Regions from separate parts of the Macaca mulatta genome. Here region 1 is linked to region 2. The links are chromatin contacts, called in public Hi-C maps. All regions are on one chromosome and are shown on one strand. Each heading gives the region's core, a stretch centred on a gene start, on an enhancer-like site or on the middle of the called end of the contact. The rest is flanking DNA. Distances are from core to core; before and after follow the strand shown. Region 1 holds the start of GALNT4 (polypeptide N-acetylgalactosaminyltransferase 4). Region 2 holds the start of DUSP6 (dual specificity phosphatase 6).

The links. A called contact is a pair of places that touch in the nucleus more often than the background predicts.
Region 1: a Hi-C map of fetal cortex germinal zone shows a contact between it and region 2, with 2.8 times the contacts expected there. The contact joins the promoter of GALNT4 here to the promoter of DUSP6 in region 2. A contact is called at or near these places in 3 of 14 Hi-C or Micro-C datasets (fetal cortex germinal zone, fetal cortical plate and liver).

What each region holds. Positions count from the first base shown.
Region 1 is chr11:96,801,744-96,804,592 of T2T-MMU8v2.0, reverse strand. It overlaps GALNT4 (polypeptide N-acetylgalactosaminyltransferase 4), which reads left to right and starts at 1,530. Exons shown (of 1, transcript NM_001194761.2): 1 at 1,530-2,849. The coding sequence starts at 1,778. POC1B (POC1 centriolar protein B) reads left to right here and starts at 400. Exons shown (of 12, transcript NM_001261628.1): 1 at 400-427; 2 at 1,109-1,193. The coding sequence starts at 413. It overlaps LOC107000962 (a long non-coding RNA gene), which reads right to left and starts at 800. Exons shown (of 4, transcript XR_003720735.2): 1 at 513-800; 2 at 1-111.
Region 2 is chr11:96,629,950-96,633,189 of T2T-MMU8v2.0, reverse strand. It overlaps DUSP6 (dual specificity phosphatase 6), which reads left to right and starts at 1,663. Exons shown (of 3, transcript NM_001257792.1): 1 at 1,663-2,515; 2 at 3,130-3,240. The coding sequence starts at 2,116.

The DNA.
Region 1 (2,849 bases), core at 281-2,780, 170 kb before region 2:
CACGGGTGCTGTCTCTTTAAAACATAATAGAACTCTGATTGCATCGATCACAGGCTCACAACTCCCTTCCATTCATCGCTCTTATTCCCGTCCTGGTTACTATCCCGCTTCCTGACGTCAAACCACAGGGAACGCGAGTGTTAGTAAACATGGCTTTGGTGTGTAGCCACAACTGAACCGGAGCACCCCTCCCGTCCGCTCTTTACAGGGCTGGCGGTGTCTCGGGGCTCGGCTAGCCATGCTTGGAGCGCGGGGTTTGACTGGGCCGCCGTTGTTGTAGTGACCGGGAGGCGCTGCCGCTCTGGGCAGACGGTTCCGGGAGCCGCACGGTCCCCTCTCCTGCCCCATCCCCTCCCCTCCCCTCCCCGGGTTCCCCCACCCGCAGGAGCCTGGGGCGGACCACTCCCCCCCGATGGCCTCAGCCACGGTAAGAACGGGTTGGAAGTGCGGGGGGATCCCTCCCCGGAGCCTGTCCCGCCGGCTGCGGAGCCAGGTCCGGGCCGAACCCGCACCTGACGGGAGATGGAGGCAGGTGTCCGCAGCCGGGTCCTGAGCCCCTCGTCCCGGGGCGTCCGTATCTCACTCTCTGCCACCGGGGCGGACGGAGTGCAGAAACCAGACCCAGCTCACGGGCGCTCTTCCCCGAGTTCCGGAGCTCCGGACTGAGCCGGGCGGTCCCACGGCCCCCAGAATTCTTGGAGGGTTTCCGTGGAGCGCCTACGTCAGAATCACCTGGGAAGTATTTTTTAAAAAAAAAAAAAGTACCAAAGCCGAGGCGCATCCTAGCACCTGCCTGCCCTGTGCCAGCGGGCGGGGCCCGGGAACGTGCATGTCAAAGGGGCCGCGGCTCCTAAGATGCGCTGGACTCTGGGGAGCGCGAACAGAGCGTTTTACCGGCCCTGCGGGGAGAGCTGGCGCCGGCGTCTCCCTGTAGCCGGACTGGGCGCCGCGCCCGTGGGTGGGCTGCTGCCCGGCTCCGCCGCCCAGCCAAGCCGCCGCCTGGGTGGCCATTCCCAGGCCGGACTCCGGGGGAGTGGCAGCGTCGATCCCGGCCCCCAGAATTCGAGGTCTGCGGCGGCTTTCAAAACTTGACGACTTTCCTTTCCAGGAGGACCCCGTTCTGGAGCGTTATTTCAAAGGCCACAAAGCTGCGATCACCTCCTTGGACTTCAGCCCCAACGGCAAGCAACTCGGTAAGTCTTATTCTTGTTTTGCTTTTGTAATGAGACAAAAGTTCCACGGGCCGGAAACCTTTCCTCCTGTCCGGGCAGGGTCCCTAGAAGAACGGCTAGGGGCCTGTATGGGGGTTGAGAGCACCCGGAGACGAGGGCCCAGCGCGGCGGGGCGCAGCTGGGGCCCCCTCGGCCATCCCGGCCCCCGGCCATCCCGGCCCCCGGCCCGGCCAAGAGTCTCGTACGTATCCAGCAGTCCAGGCCTGGCGGACGACTTTCGCAAACTAACCACCAGGAGGAGTGAGTGGGCAGGGGAGGGGTTTGTCCTGGGCCCGGGGAGGGTGGGGTGTTGGCTGGAGAGTTCGTGAAAAGTTGTGAGCCGAGCAGGAGGAAGTGGGGAGAGAGGAGTTGGGCCGTGCCGGAGGCCGAGGACCGAGAGGGCTCAGGTGACCCCTGGAAAGCCCGGGTGGCTGGAAAGAAGCCCAGCGCCTGCATGAAAGGAAGAACCTGCCGGGAAGTACCTGAGCTCGAGCTGTGGGTTCCGCCGCCCTTCCCCTGCATGGTGGCTGGGTGGCTGCGTCTGCGCCCCAGCCCTGAGAATCCGGATGGCGGTGAGGTGGACTTGGGCAGGCAAGAGCTGCCTGCTGCTGGCGTTTTTAACAGTGGCCTATATCTTCGTGGAGCTCTTGGTCTCCACTTTTCATGCCTCCGCAGGAGCCGGCCGTGCCAGGGAGCTGGGGTCAAGAAGGCTCTCAGACCTCCAGAAAAATACAGAGGATTTGTCTCGACCGCTTTATAAGAAGCCCCCTGCAGATTCCCATGCACCTGGGGAGTGGGGGAAAGCCAGCAAACTCCAACTCAACGAGGGTGAACTGAAGCAGCAAGAAGAACTCATTGAGAGATATGCCATCAATATTTACCTCAGTGACAGAATTTCCCTGCATCGACACATAGAGGATAAAAGAATGTATGAGTGTAAGTCCCAGAAGTTCAACTATAGGACACTTCCTACCACCTCTGTTATCATTGCTTTCTATAATGAAGCCTGGTCGACTTTGCTCCGTACTATTCACAGTGTTTTAGAAACTTCTCCTGCGGTCCTTTTGAAAGAGATCATCTTGGTGGATGACTTGAGTGACAGAGTTTATTTGAAGACGCAACTTGAAAGTTACATCAGCAATCTTGATAGAGTACGCTTGATTAGGACCAATAAGCGAGAGGGGCTGGTTAGGGCCCGTCTGATTGGGGCCACTTTCGCCACTGGGGACGTCCTCACTTTCCTGGATTGTCACTGTGAGTGTAATTCCGGTTGGCTGGAACCGCTTTTGGAAAGGATTGGGAGAGATGAAACAGCAATTGTGTGTCCTGTTATAGACACAATTGATTGGAATACTTTTGAATTCTATATGCAGACAGGGGAGCCCATGATTGGTGGGTTTGACTGGCGTTTAACATTTCAGTGGCATTCTGTCCCCAAACACGAAAGGGACAGGCGGATATCAAGAATTGACCCCATCAGATCACCCACCATGGCTGGAGGACTGTTTGCTGTCAGCAAGAAATATTTTCAGTACCTGGGAACATATGACACAGGAATGGAAGTGTGGGGAGGTGAAAACCTTGAACTGTCTTTTAGGGTGTGGCAGTGTGGTGGCAAATTGGAGATCCACCCGTGTT
Region 2 (3,240 bases), core at 414-2,913:
GCGCCTTCCGGCCGTGGCCCTCCCGCGCCGAGCTGGCCGCACACAGGTGGTTTTCCGCTCGGGAGGGGCAGGCCTCGGCACTTTTATATAACAATAGAGCTCTGCGAGCCGGGAACGCGCCTCCCCGCCGCCGCGGCCCCCACCCGGCCACGCCTCCATCCGGTTTCCAGTCCGTCCGCCCCGCGGCGCCTGGGCCGAGGGCTGCTCACTGGCCTGGCCGGCACCTCCCCAAAGTTACCTGCTGGCTCTGCAGGGCGGTAGAGACGTTCCCCTCGACTCCTTGGGAGCCAGGAGCCAGGGGGGTCCAGGCAGGCACTCGTCCTTGCTCCCCCCACCCGCCCCACATCTTTATGGAACCGGGAGTCCCGCGCTCAGCCCAGTACCCGTCCACTGCATCGCGCACAACCCCCTGCCCGCCAAGCGGGGAGACGGGGACAGCGGGGCGGTGGCAGGGAGCGCAGCGCGCAGGCGCGACTAGTGCTCCCCGGAGTGCCCGGCGCTGGACAAAGGGAGGAGGCGGCGGCAGGAGAGGGCTGGGGAGGCCCCCTCTGACATGCCTCCCTGCCAACTAACCAATCGTCAAGCCCCCCTGCTGAGGCCCCGCAGCCTGCAGGCCTTCCCCACTCCTCGCCCATGGCGGGGACTGCCGGCCTGTCCCGGCGCGTCCCAGCACACCTCGCCCAGGCAGCCCCGCCAGACCGGCTCCTCCGTCAGAAGCCGAGCTCCTTGCCCAGAAATCATTAACGAGCGCGACCCCCCAGCAGGCGACGGTGGTGATGGGGTGGGGGGAGAGATTTAGATCCCCGGAACAATGGCTTGTAACTCCCCACGCCGCTGGAGCGGAATACAGTAAAAGCACTGGACTGACCTAAGAGTTTGTTTCGGCACTCTACATTGTTTTAAAGAAAATAAAATGTTACTTTAAGAAAAAAGGTTTCCTTCTGATTTTCTGGACAACCAGACGTTTGTTTGTTTGCTTTAAAATGTTTCAACAAAATCCTGGTTTGTTTCGAAATATGTTGGATTAGCATTTAACACCTCATCGGTCACTAAAGCCCAGTCAGTTCACCAGCCCCAACACAGCCTCGGCTAAAAGAACATCAGAGCAAACAGAGCTAGGCCTTTAAAACTGGCAAACAAATGCCACACACCGCCTAAAGAAGGGGGGTTGGGGGAGGGGAGGGTTAAGGCGAACTTGGGTCCAAATGAGTTTGAAGAGAATACAAAGAACAAAAAGTCAGCACAAGTTTTCCTAAAGCTAGCTCGCGAACGCTAGCCTAGCGTCGCGAACAAGGGCTTTTGTGCATGCTAATTGCGCCATTGGTGCGCAAAAGTTCCGACGCGAAGTGTGAACTCTCAACAGAAGGAAACATGAGACAACTGAAGTGCCCTGGTTTATGTGCCCTGCTCCTCCTCCGCTGCCGCCTCCCCTTCTTTCTCCTTCCTCCCGCCGAGCCCGCTGTTGCAGCTTGTTTGCACTGGGGCTTATCCGGAGCGGAAATTCCTTTCCGTTTTTGTGAATGACAAACTCATTAACAATTCATCAACACAACCTGTTCCAGCCGGCCCGTCCCCACGGCAACAGCCCCTTCCGCAGCACGCTCATTGGCTGGCCCGGAGAATGTATCCATTGAGACGCTCGCTGTTTGTATCCATTGAGGAGCTGCCTCGCGCAGGGGGTGTGCGAGGCTGAGTCCAAGGGATAGTGAGCAAATCGAGTCTTAAATAATCCGGGGAGAAAGACGCCCGGGTAGATTTGAGGTGCAGACTTGGCGGGAGGGATTAGGAACCGCTAGACTTTTTTTCCTCCCCTCTCAGTAGAACTGAGTCCGAATTAATTGGATTTCATTCACTGGGGAGGAACAAAAAACTGTCTGGGCAGCTTCATTGAGAGATTCATTGACACTAACAGCCAGCGGCTGCAGCTGGGTGCAGAAAGAACCTCCGGCTTTACTTCTGTCTCGTCTTCCCCAACCGCTAGCCTCGGCTTGGGTTAGGCGAGGCGGAATTAAACCCCGCTCCGAGAGCGGCAGCTTCACGCGCAGCGCGCTCGGCCTATGCCTGCCCCGAGGGGCGTCTGGTAGGCACCCCGCCCTCTCCCGCAGCTCGACCCCCATGATAGATACGCTCAGACCCGTGCCCTTCGCGTCGGAAATGGCGATCAGCAAGACGGTGGCGTGGCTCAACGAGCAGCTGGAGCTGGGCAACGAGCGGCTGCTGCTGATGGACTGCCGGCCGCAGGAGCTGTACGAGTCGTCGCACATCGAGTCGGCCATCAACGTGGCCATCCCGGGCATCATGCTGCGGCGCCTGCAGAAGGGCAACCTGCCGGTGCGCGCACTCTTCACGCGCGGCGAGGACCGGGACCGCTTCACCCGGCGCTGCGGCACCGACACAGTGGTGCTCTACGACGAGAGCAGCAGCGACTGGAACGAGAATACGGGCGGCGAGTCAGTGCTAGGGCTGCTGCTCAAGAAGCTCAAGGACGAGGGTTGCCGGGCGTTCTACCTGGAAGGTACGCGCCGGGGGAACTCCGCGCGCGGGGCAGGGCGAGGGGCGCAGGGCTGCGGGCGGGGCGCGTGGACTGAAAATGCCTCTGCTGCGCTCAGCTGGCGCTTCGGAGCCGCGCTGCTAGCCTAGGGGCCGGCAGCCGGCAAGGTATCGGCCGCGAACCGCGCGTTCCGCACCAGAGAACCGGGCCGGCTCAGAATCCACCCGCTTCCGGCTGCGGGTACCGGCGGTTTCTTTCTAACGGGTTCTGCGCCTTCTTACCCAGAACATTCTCCTCCATCACCCTATTTTCTATCGTTCGATTTTGAATTAAGATTTGGCGGACGGGAGAGATTGTTGGGGATGCAAATTGGCACATCCTAGCTTTCAAAATATTCCAAAAAGTTGCCATTTTGTGTATTTCCGGATTCAAACGAATAAGGGTTCTCTGGCGAGGCGGGCCCGTTCGTTCCATTCCCGAGGGTGCACATTTAAAGTGTATTTCTATTATTTATGGTTCTGTATGTAGGGGGTTCGTAGGGTGCTTGTGGTGTTTCTTGCGCCGGGTTGCGGTTCTTACAAGCTGTGAAAACTACTACGGCTTCTCGGGTTACACGATTGCTTTTCTCGTTCTGGCAGGTGGCTTCAGTAAGTTCCAAGCCGAGTTCGCCCTGCATTGCGAGACCAATCTAGACGGCTCGTGTAGCAGCAGCTCGCCGCCGTTGCCAGTGCTGGGGCTCGGGGGCCTGC